3 separate regions of the Mus musculus genome follow, and all the other regions are linked to region 2. Evidence: chromatin contacts called from public ChIA-PET and Hi-C data. All regions are on one chromosome and are shown on one strand. Each heading gives the region's core, a stretch centred on a gene start, on an enhancer-like site or on the middle of the called end of the contact. The rest is flanking DNA. Distances are from core to core; before and after follow the strand shown.

What was found. Hi-C and Micro-C count contacts between places; a contact is called where the count stands out from the background. ChIA-PET counts read pairs in DNA pulled down with a chosen protein or histone mark.
Region 1: a contact with region 2 is called in an RNA polymerase II ChIA-PET map of memory CD8 T cells, with 10 read pairs. The contact joins two enhancer-like sites. A contact is called at or near these places in 4 of 115 datasets of contacts at active chromatin or transcription factors (embryonic basal ganglia, fibro-adipogenic progenitors, memory CD8 T cells and 1 more).
Region 3: a Hi-C map of Th1 cells shows a contact between it and region 2, with 4 times the contacts expected there. The contact joins two enhancer-like sites. A contact is called at or near these places in 3 of 484 Hi-C or Micro-C datasets (Th1 cells, bone marrow-derived macrophages and cerebral cortex), 7 of 115 datasets of contacts at active chromatin or transcription factors (craniofacial prominence, embryonic basal ganglia, embryonic fibroblasts and 3 more) and 3 of 9 other capture datasets (embryonic stem cells, liver and pancreatic islet).

The regions. Positions count from the first base shown.
Region 1 is chr9:121,016,863-121,020,783 of GRCm38.p6, forward strand. The region is part of intron 35 of Ulk4 (unc-51-like kinase 4); the gene reads right to left. Among named protein-coding and RNA genes, the nearest start is that of Gm34945, 42 kb to the left of the region's middle. Within about 2 kb of position 2,224, at least 18 of the 459 cell types and tissues checked have an H3K27ac peak or open chromatin away from gene starts, as enhancers often do. A contact at or near this core is called in memory CD8 T cells, where this site is marked.
Region 2 is chr9:120,690,382-120,694,243 of GRCm38.p6, forward strand. No RefSeq gene overlaps it. Among named protein-coding and RNA genes, the nearest start is that of Gm39458, 17 kb to the left of the region's middle. Within about 2 kb of position 1,475, at least 179 of the 459 cell types and tissues checked have an H3K27ac peak or open chromatin away from gene starts, as enhancers often do. A contact at or near this core is called in Th1 cells, cerebral cortex, embryonic stem cells and 1 more, where this site is marked.
Region 3 is chr9:120,960,505-120,964,159 of GRCm38.p6, forward strand. Ctnnb1 (catenin (cadherin associated protein), beta 1) reads left to right here. Exons shown (of 15, transcript NM_007614.3): 15 at 1-3. Among named protein-coding and RNA genes, the nearest start is that of Mir7090, 7.2 kb to the left of the region's middle. Within about 2 kb of position 1,402, at least 106 of the 459 cell types and tissues checked have an H3K27ac peak or open chromatin away from gene starts, as enhancers often do. A contact at or near this core is called in Th1 cells, cerebral cortex and embryonic stem cells, where this site is marked.

The DNA of each region.
Region 1 (3,921 bases), core at 974-3,473, 330 kb after region 2:
TAAGGGGAAAAAAAAGATTCACAAGATTTATCCCTTTCTCTAAATCGAGCAGGCACGAAAGAAAAGCAACATCGTCAGGGCCCCAGCTGAGTTCAAAGGCTCCATCTCACGGCTTCAAAGTTTGTCCCAATAATCAACTCAGTTCCGAGCTATGTCTGCGTGAGTTGGCTGCACATGTGCACACTGCTTCAGCATGCAAAATGGAAAAACTATAAAATAAGGAATCCCCGTCTTGAATGTTCCCGGTTTAGAGCCCAGGCAGAAACATACAGCCCACGCCTCAGCAAACACATAAAGGCAGGCCCCTGTCCCCAGCTTTCAACACTTGAGGTGTACCAAGGCCCTCCTAGGGCAGGCTCTGCATGACCTTGTCTACTTCATTCCTTCCTCCCTGTTCCACCAACATGTCACGCTCCACTCTAGAATCCCCTTCCTGTCATGCGTTCCCCACTCTGGCTCCATGCTGCAGTTAACGGCGGCTCCAGGATCCAGTCCCGTTACATTTCACACTAATGGATCTCAGTGTCCCTTTCTCTAAGTCGCTTGTCTCATTGTCTCTAGAGCTAAGGGTCAGTTGCACTGTCTCATCAGGGTCAGTTGTCACCTTCACGCTCTCGTATCACTTGAGGTCCTTCAGGGCGGCTATGCCAGAGAGCTCTTACTGCACTGCTCTCCTAGGAGATGAGCATTCTTGGGAAGGGGCAATGCTGATCAGGTTAATGGAGGTGGGAGACCAGCCCATTATGAGCAGCACCATTCCCTAGACAGAGATCCTGGACTAAGAGGGAGAAAGTGAGCTGAGTGCCGGCACTCATCACTCTCTGCTTCCTTACTGTGGATGACATGGGACCAGCCGGCTTCCCTGCCATTGTGGACCATAGCCTTGAGCTGTGAGCTGAAATAAACCCTTTCTTCCTCAAGTGGTTTTGGTCAGAGTCTTTTATGGCACAGCACCTTAGGGCTCAGACCACCTTAAAGGCCACTGCAAATGGAAAGTCATCGACACAGTTCTCACAGTAAAGACAAATCCAGCACTCCTCCTTATTCATATCCAGTACAATTCCTGCAGGCCAGTCACACACTCAGTCATGGCTCAGGACAGGCATGGGAACCAGCTGGATGGCACATGCCTCCTAACCCTGCTCTGGGGACAGTCTTAAGGAGACCTGACTATCTAGGTTGGCTCCTGACAGCCTCTATCTGGGTCCCTTTGACTTGGGACAGCTTGAACTCATGTTCCCTCTAGCCTGTATTTGGCAGCATGAAATGTGTCTACCTACCACCACCTGCCCTTTGTGGCCCTGGGGTAAAGCAGCCAGTGTCACTACTTTTGACTCCCATAGCATAAAGTCAGCTGGAGGGTACCTTTACCTCCTTTATAACTGGGCTCTAGGAAAGGCCACGCCAGCCTTTCCCACCCACTGGCACCTCATCCAGCCTGCACAGAACTCCGATTTCCTTGCACGTGGTTTCTCATTGGAGGAGTCTCTCTACAGAATTCAGGGCCCAAGGCACCAGGCTCTATCTCTTGATGGAACAGCATCCTTTTTCTTTATGTTCTTCTTTCCCCACAGCGGCACTCCCAAAGCCACACAACCTTTCTGAAGAGTCAAATGTAGATCAGGTTGTCCATTTTGCCATTATTGATATGGACATAAATGTACCAGGCTATATCCTAGTGTATTTCCCATACTCATGGTATGTACTTCATTTAACACTACACTATGATAAATGTTATCTGTGAAAGCCATTTCTCCACAAGCACAACTCATGCCCATGTTTCATGCAAGCTCACTATTCATCAAATTTACCTCCCCGCTCTTCACACAGACTGATAGTAACAGAGCTGTCTTTCTCTGTCACCAACAAGGGCGGCACAGTCCACACCTGTTGTTTCTGGCTTTGTTTTGCTTGATTTCTGAGTAACTGGCCTTTCTAAGAATGAGGGGGGAAAATGTCTAGAAGGGGCACAGCCTGAGATAATGGCCATGGCTGTCCCTTTCCTCTGATTTGCCTCCTGGTAACCACCTGGTCTCAGAAACTACTGACTGCCCACCCTGCAAAGTGGTACTGGAAAGCCCAGCCAATGCTGTTTTTAAAGAAACTTCATTTTGTGTGAGACCAGGGGCTAAACTCCAATTTCAGGAAGAAAACCACAAAGCCCACTTGAACAAACATTGCAACAGTAGGGTCAAGGTACACAGAGATAACCTAAGACACCCTGCAGAGAATAGATAACTTAGCCATCCTGTGTGTCAGGTGGGTTTGCCCCCATGTAGGGTTCCTGCAGATTACACCAGAGATGCAGTTTTCAAAATATTAACTTGCTGACTCATATGAAAATTCTCCCAGCTTGCTGTAACCACAATAAAACCCTGTGCCCCTAGACTCAGGGCTCTCACTTCTGACCTGCTGCAATGGGATGGTGAGAGACCTTGCTCAGGAGTTCTTAATGAAGACCCTTATGTGTTTGCATCAGAATTGGCTCTTCTGGTGGTCTTTGGGGTCCCTGGGACTTGGGCATAATAGTTCAACTGCCACCATAGCTACAGAATCTCTATGCTGCCTGCCAAGGATGTACACAGTTCCCATGCCACATCCCAGGGCACCGAGAACCAGCCTGACCGTAGTATTTACTGTTCAAATGAGAAAAGACTTAGGGTTCAGAAGAGAAAGAAAGCCTCAAACACCAGTCAAGTTTGGGCGGTCCTACAGAGATTATAGCCACACTCCTGCGAGGTTCCTTTTACACTACAAAGGCTAGCTACCCCAATCCCCACCCCTACTTCCTTCCATGTCTTCTACCCCACTTTCACGCCTTCCCCCACTTCCTTGCCTTCCCCGACCTGACTTCCTTGTCTTCCCCTACCCCACTTCTTTGTCTTCCCCCACCCCACTTCCTTGTTTCCCCCACCCCAATTCCTTGTCTTCCCCCACCCCACTTCCTTGTCTTCCCCCACCCCACTTCCTTGTACAGTGTGTGCTGTAGACTGGAGCCATGGAGGGACACACACTCCTGGAAACTGAGTGACTTCCTTCCTTGTATCCCCTCTCTGGATACTTTCTTAATAGAGACTTTAAGGTAGAGAGGTCTTCACAGTCACCTTCCTTCTGTAGGAGAGCTGTCAAGACGGTTGTGTGTGGGATCATTTCAGAAGGTCTCAAACCCAAACGCATAATCAGCCTCGTGCTTCATGCAAACGAAATGCAGCGTGTCCCAGGGCACCATGGCATCTAATCACCGAAGAACTAGGACTCAGAGAGCAGCTGCCACCCGAATCCATAGCAGTCAGCCACAGGCCACAGGACGGCACCTCCCCGCTCGTCAGGCTACTTATAAATGTATAATGAATGATTTTGTATAAGAACATTACATTTTAATAGTTTCTGGGAATGACAGGATAGATTGTATAAATGTTTAACTAGCATTGTCCCGTAGTCCACGCTTTGTTTATCTCGTTACTGGGTATGTGGAAATGAAACGGCAAGCCGAAGATGTCATGAAAATCAGAGCAGAAGACTAGGGAACAGACGCCCTCCGCAAACCCTCCTCTAGCCCTACGGCGATCCAGCGGCTTCTTGCAGATAAACACCTGGATCTCATTTAACTTTCCCGTACTTTCTCCCCTTACACGTAATTTAAATTGCTTATCATTTTGACCTTGGTAAGATGAAAAATGCATGCTTTAAAATTCAGTGTGTTTCCACATTTAAGGCCACCCCGGGGACAAGGCTGTCCCCTTGGGCTCTGTGCCTAACTGCTGGTGATGTTACATGCTTTCCTATAAGGAACGGGGATCATCTAAGACCCATCGAGCCTTATTAGGACGAGGTGAGGTGTGGCAATCATTGGGATGTTTCAGACACACAAATGAGGCCTGAAGCCTCCTGTGAGGAATACATTTGATTTGCTATTGTCAA
Region 2 (3,862 bases), core at 225-2,724:
GGCTGTGGTCACTGAAATCCCAAACTGTAAACATTCCTGACCACACAGGCAGCTTTGAGAACCACAAACTGTGTCTGAAGAAGCGAGCCACAGGTAGAAGGCCTCCAAGGACAAGCAGGTAGCAAGAAGCCACGGTCAGTGAGCCATGATGGCCCCACACCTTGGCTGCCCAGAGGCAGCTCCTCTCTCTCGTCTGCAGAGGAAGCTCCAGTTTCACAGAAACACCCGATGCTTACACCTGATCTCACACTGGGAATTTACAGTAGTGAATAGGGGAATGAGTAGGGGAGAGTTTGCATTTGAATCTGTTAGGGCTAGGTTGGGGTGAGATTTACAGCTAGGTCTCTTAAGAGAGGGCTTGGTTACATCTGCATCTCAAACAACAGCGTGGGAATTAGGTCCAGGTCTCTTAACACTTGGTGGTGGGGTGTGGGGGGAGGTGGTGGTGTTACATCTGGGTCTTGAACACTGAGGGTTGACGTCCAGATCTCAAACTCTGGGGACTCACTTCTGAGGCTCCTCTCCATCCAAATCAGCATCCAGTGTGGTACCTAGCTGCTCTAGCCACCAGGAACATCCTCCACCCAGGCTTCCTCCATCCTCCTGGCTCCCTCTCCGGTTCCTCCCTGTGGCTTCAGAGGAAGCAGAGCAGCTGAACACACACACACACAGCTCAGCACCATCTGGGACGGGGAACCCCTGCGATACAGGGGTGGTGTGGGGACAACTGCGTGGTGGGGGAAGTGCCTGGTCCGCTTAGAGGCCCACTCTCCCTTTAAAGGATACACAAAGCCCCCGCCGCCCCCTCACGCCAGGGTCTGGGTTGAGTTTTTCCTTGACAGAGCCCATCCCTTTGAGGCTGGCTGGCTGAGCAGTGTTGACACAGCCGTCTCTGGATGCGTTCCGGGAAAGCAGGCCTGAGCATGTGAGACGAATTTTCTCTGCACTGTGCGGTTTCCAATGTGTCAGAAAAACAAACTAGGAGAAGTCTACTTGGATCGTGTGAGTGTGTGGACCCCTCCTCCCCGCTTCATTCCTCCCATAGTGGAAAAAAAAAAAAAAAACTAAAAGGCTGCCTTCCAGCGTCTGGTTCCTGACTCTGGAGGGATGGTGTACAAGCGGAGGACTTCCAAGCCACACAATGCGGGTCCATGTGACGCTTCTGTGTTCGTGTGGAGGGTGGAGGCTACCTCTACATCAGGGCATGGAGGCCGGATCAGCCTCATGCCCTTTTGCTTCCAGGCCCTTGACTGCCCCTCCTCCACCCAAACCTCCAGTCCTCGTTCCCAAAATAATTGGCCACAGGAAACTGCACTGAGGAGGAGCCTCTGCAGTGAATTACTTCCCGGCACCCTGCCGGGATGCAGAAGGCTGGCTGTCCCGGCTGCAAGTCACTAGCTGGGGCCATGCAGGGGGCGGGGCCTGGGACGGGGGCGGCATCTACACACACTGCTCTTCACTTCCCTCCAGCGGTTCCTGTAGAAGCAGGCAGTAGTAGAGGCTTGGCCCTTCTGTGCCTTCTCCATGCTCGGGAGAGATGCTCACTGGGGACCCAGCCTTGAAGTTTGCAGCCAGTGGGGATTCCTGGTTCCTCGCGCGCGCACACACACCACACACACACACACACACACACACACACACACACACACACACACACACGCTTGCGTGCACGTCTGTGCTCAGCGCTTTCATCTTTGTACTCAGTCAGGGATCCCAGTACCACCCACGTTTAGGCTGGGTAGTACCACCTCAAGTAAATAATCTAGAAACTTCTTCACAGAAGTTCAGAGGGGTTTGTCTGAAGGTGGTTCTTGACGCCATCAGGCTGGCAGGCTGTGTGAGCCACAGCACACCCTCAGGTTGCTTCCTGCCACAGTAGCGAGAAGAGTAACAAAACAGCCTACTTTCTCAGAAGCGAGAGAGCCATCTGCCCACAGAGCAATAGATTCACTCCCCTCCTGGGTAGAGGGATGCTTTACTGATGCAAAGAGGAAAAGTGGGGACGGTCACCACAGGCGCAGGCCAGCTGGTGCCTCTCACATCCTTAGCTCTGTGGCAGAGGCCACAGGCGGAACACAGAGGTTGATTTTGAAGGCGAGAGCCGAGACATAGCTCCAGATTCTCCCTCAAATCTGTGTCTGAGACATTCTTGTTCCTCGGAGTTCCTAGGCCCCTTCGCTTGGGGGCTATCCCAGACATGCTTTACATGTCACCCTTCTGAAGGGCCGTGGGCATTTATGTTTGTTTTCATTGAGTGTGTACTTTGTCCAGGTATGGGGTCAGACACTTGCAGTCTTGTTGGCTTCAACTCTACAACAATCAGCTAACTTTTTTTTTATTCCTTTCTATCTAATGCAGATCTCCACGGATTTGCATGTAAATAAGCAATTATGTATGCGTGTGACTGTAGATAGATGAATATTCATAGATAGGAAAATACTCCATCTCTAGACTGTACCAACTCTGTATATGGTACCAGCAGAAACACGCACGCATTCTCCAGAATACAACCTTCCCTGCTTTCTCACGAGTAAGATGATATTGGAGACTTGTGGTCAGAACAGCACACACTCCATTTATAAACAGGTTAGCCCTAGGCAGCTAGAGCCGCAAGGACACTCTGGGAAACAGCATGCACGGCTATATCTGCACACGCAGGAGAGTTGCCTGGAAAGCTGTGGAGCCCTGTCTGCTGGGGCCCAGCTTCAGTTTCTGATTCAGTCAGTATGTAGTGGCGGACCTTGATAGCTTCCATTTCTGTGAGTTCCCAAGTGAGGCTGCTGCTGTCTTGGGAACAACTGTGAAGGGTCCCAACCAACCAACACAAGAAGTTGGACTTCCTCTACCAACTCCACCTCTCATCGGCCGAAAGCTGTTGGCTCCATTTCTTGTTCCTAGATGCCAGCCGTGTGAGGTTCTGCAGAGAGTAAGCTGGCATTCACACAATGGCAAGCCTGTGCTGTCAGGGCAGGTGGGAGCGAACTGTGGATACCCAAACCCCTGAAGAAATGTTGCATCCTTCATACCAACAAGAGAGAGAGACTTAAAACACAGCAGCACAGGAAAGAAAACGGCAAGAATCTCAGTTGCTTTTGCACTCACAACTCAGATGGTTCTCCTCCCCTCTCTGAGTGCCCTGCACTCTGTCAACTTCACCCAGATCTCTCTAAGAGGCCCTTAGTTGTTGCTCTTGATTAAAAGTGCTGACTCTTCACCTGGACCAAAAGGGCGGAGCCTGCCATCTCTGCCTTCATTCCCTGTCTGTGTCCCTGGCTTTGGTTCAGAGCTCTGCCTGACTCAGCACAGGAATGCCTGTGTCTGCCTACCTAGCATAGTTCAGCCTGCTTCCAGGACTAAAAAACAAGGATAAGTCACTGTCCTAACCTGGATCTATATCTACCCTGGATTCTAAGAACAGAAACCCCAGGAGAAGGCAGCTATCCAGGAGTCAAAGCCAAGGCCACACCCTGGATGATCATCTTCTAGAGCCACAGCTGGCATGGTGATCATCAGGGTCACGCCTGGCCCAGGGCTACACACCTTTTCTCCTCTTCTTCCTCTACTTAAAGCTCATGTCACCCTAAAGACGGAATTGGGGTGATCTCAAAGAAGGACTTGGAGTCACCCCAAAGATAGGCCTGGGGTCACCCCAAAGAAGGACCTGGGTCACCCCAAAGAAGGGCCTGGGGTCACTCTAAAGAAGGACCTGGAGTCACCCCAAAGAAGGACCTAGAATCTCCCCAAAGAAGGACTTGGGTTCTCCCCAAAGATGGACCTGGAGTCAACCCAAAGATGAACCTGGAGTCAACCCAAAGAAGGACTTGGGGTGACCCCAAGGATGGGCCTGGAGTCACCCCAAAGA
Region 3 (3,655 bases), core at 152-2,651, 270 kb after region 2:
TCACTTGTGTCATTTTGTTTGTTTGTCGTGAGATGGTTGCTCAGGGTGATGAAGGCGCCCAGCTTGCCCAGGGGAAGGAAGGGGCGCTGTCGGGGTACCCGGGCTGTCTGGGTAGAGAAGGACCAAGTCTGGATGGGAGTGCTCGGTGACCCTTAGCAGTGTCACATCAAAACCCAGGCAAACCACAGGAAGGAAGCCTTTGTAGGCCTTGAATATTGTCACTGGCTGACTGCACTTCTGACCAAAGGGCTGAGGAAGCCTGTGTAACCAGCCCTTCAGCTCACCCTCTCGCCCAGGAGCAGGCAGGCTTCCTGCAGTAGTCTCTGTGCTACACTGAGCAGCAGCTAGAGCTGGAGCTGACTAAGCTGACTAAGCCTCCTTAGGCTGCTGCCGTCCCACTGCAGGAGTGAGGCTCTGCCTGGGTTTGAACTTAAACATCATTGCTAGTGAGGCTCACTTGGAGAGGACAACCCTTCTAGTCATTTCAACCAGTAACCGTGTTTATCTGATCTTAAAACCAAAATGGGCTCCTTCCCTGTGGCCTGCCAGATGATCTGTCATTTTGGTGGTAGGTCTGTCAAGCAGACTTTGTACACATTTCCTACAAAGAAAGATGTGTTACAACTCGTGGTTGGGTTTTCTAAAAAGTGAGAATTTGTGTTGTGCTTTCCTGAGTCTTAAGATTGTGCCTGTTAAATTCACAGGAGGAAGAGGGTCCTGTGAGGAAGTCCTCAGAGATACCTTGGTGGGGTCCGGCTAACAGGGGTAGAGCTTTACTCCAGTCACCCTTTTATGTGAGGGACCGCAGCAGGGTATTCCGTATGGTGGTAGTTCTGGAATACCTAGAAGCACAAGGATGATACAGAGCCAAGTCCTACCTGCAGAGGTGGCAAAGGGACAGAAGTGCAGATGGGTGCTGTCTGAGATGTAGGCATGCCTCACGGGCAGTGGTTGGAGGCTTGTAGGAAAGCAAACACCATACTCTACTAGCACTTTAGCACACTCGGTAGGGCAGCATTCACAGAGGCATGCCTGGAGGGGTGAGGTGCACAGGATGCTGGCAGGCACCCACACGTCTGAAGCAATGCTGTAGGTGGGAGCTCCTAAGCAGCTGTCCTGGTTCTGACACAGGTGCAGGTGAAGGGAAGGGAAGATGGGGCTTCCAGAGCAGCTTTCTGACTGCAGCTCCAGTTTTGAGCTGTCCTTGGGAGCTAGACACCTGACTCCTTCCTCTGCAGCAGCCACCACGCCAAGGGCACAGATGAGGTACTTTGATCTGGGTCCTGATAGTGAAAGGTGCTGGCAAGATAAGCAGCTGCTCTTGATCTGACAGGTCTGATGGCTGTCTGTTCTCTAGAGAGAGATCTTCTACCACACTGCCTCCTGAAAGTAGTATCCTGAGTACAATTATAAACTGGTGAGATCTGAAGGAGAAGGCAGCATTGTGGAATGTGGTCTGTCCATTCTCCTACCCCTGACTCCTCAACTGCCAACATTAGAAGAAGTTATAGGTCTCTTCAGTCAGTGGTGAGGCCAAGCAAGCAGCCCCAGAGAGGGCTGGCTCAGCAGGCGAAAACCTGGTCATCCTAGTTGGAGTTCTGGAGCCTGTATTTTTAAAAAGCCAGATGTGGCAAGAGAAACCCTGCCTCAGGCTGGTGAGATGACTCAGCGGGTCAGAGTTGATCCAGGTAGCAGAGGGGAAGCCAACTTCCCCATTCCACAAGCAGCAGTGGTACCCAGTAAATGAAAGTGAGATTGTGTTTTTAAAAAGGCACTGTCTTCACAAAGTGGAAGGCAACGGACCCCAGAGAGCAGTGCACTGGGGTGGACAGGCACACAATTTTTCAAAAGGAGAGGCAAAGACCTCTTAGACTGGGAAGAGTGCCATTTGTATTTCCAAGAGATCTTCATGAACAATAGAAACCACACCCTGTGTCTGTTTGGGGTGGGGCCAGCAGACTGTAAGCCAGATATTCTCAAGAGCTTGAGGTGCTGTCAAAGGCAGAGCATTGTGGGTAATAGAAACTCCCAACAGCTAAATAAGCTGTCACATGGCCATTTTAGTGAGCATTCAGTAAAAGACTCCAGTGTGGCTGAGTGCATCAATAGAAAAGTAGAACATGGCTGCTGCCCTTGGGGCATATGGGGTCTTGAACAGAGCCACTACAAAAACAAAGAGACTACCTGCTGCACAAGGTTGAGTAGCATCTGTGATTCTGGGCCTGTTGCCTCTTGGTTAAAGCTGCTAGTCACATCCTCTACCACTGGGGTCCCAAGCTTCTGCCTAGGCCAACCATATGACCAAGAAAGTCACAAGAGGCCAATGATTCTTTGCCTTCTTGTGCTGCCTTTGAGGTTACCACAGCTGAGCCACCCGGACTGTGGCTGGTTTTTCAGTGTCTGGGGAAGGGAGTAAAGGCCGTTTGTGAGCTGGCTGGGATGGGGGAGCAAACCCTCCACTCACCTTGTGCAGCAGCTCTCTGCTGGAATAGAGCACAGGATATGCCAGCCCAGGGTCCCCGGAGTCTGTGAGTGCACACAGAAAACAAAAGATGGCCACCACAGCTACCTAGGTATCCTCAGGGCAGCTGTGGCCACTTACTTTCTGGTATTTCTTGAGGGCAGCACAACCAGCCCCTACTTTCAGGCTATGGTTTAGGGCAAAGGCTTGAGCTGGGGCCAGCCGCCTGCCTGGTGCTCTGCTTCTGTCTGTGCCTGGTGTGCTTAGTGGCTGCTGGAGTTAGGGAGTGAGGCTGCAGTGCAGGCTGGAGCCTGGGCCAGCACAGGGCAGGGAGGCGGGGCAGAGGAGGAGCTGTGCTTGCCTCCTTCCCCCCACTAGCCAGTGTGTTCATCTATTCCACAGTAGTTTATAAGCTTGGGGAGCAAGCCATATCACCTTGAGTGGGAGAAGCAGGGAATGGGAGGCGTGGGCGGTGGCTGCCAGGCCTAGTGTCTAGCAAGACAGCAACCCTGCTTCACACCCCAGGCCCCTTGCCTGTAAAATCACCTGGCAGAATGTCCTGGAATGTTAAAGCCTTCCTGGTTTAGATTGTTCTATGTTCTTCTGAAAAGGGGAGAGGAAGAGGAATGTCTTGTTGTTTTGAAGCAGCTTCTAGCAAGATTCCAGAACTCAAGCACTGGGCAGAAAGGGGAGCTAAGACCCGAACCTGCTTCCTTAGGACACTTAGCCACAATCACTGCATAATGCAGCCAGGCCAGGTCCACATGGGCACACAGCTTGGTGAAAGACCACTCTTAGCTGCATGGAATCCTTAGTGCTTCTGTGTCTGTCACCTCATCCAATTCCTGCTCAGGACAGTGGAGCCCTGAGTCCAGTCATACCAAGGGGCCTTGTAGGCAAGAGGAGGGCCTGCCTGGCCCAGGAAGCTGAGGCCTTTGCGGTTGGTTGGGCATGGTATGGCTGTTTTCATCATGGGGCTAAATGGGAGCTGGCAGGCTCTCCATATCACCGTGTCCGTGTCAAGGCAAGGCTGCTGCTAGCAGTAGGACCAGCTTCCCTACTACAGAAGGGGCCCTCTGCCCACTGGCCCAACCTGGGCCAGCTGCTTCTGGACATGGCTCATGTGTGCACACTCCTCCCCAGAATTGTCACTTGGCACATGGCATAGATTGTAAGGAATGAGGGCCAGTTGGG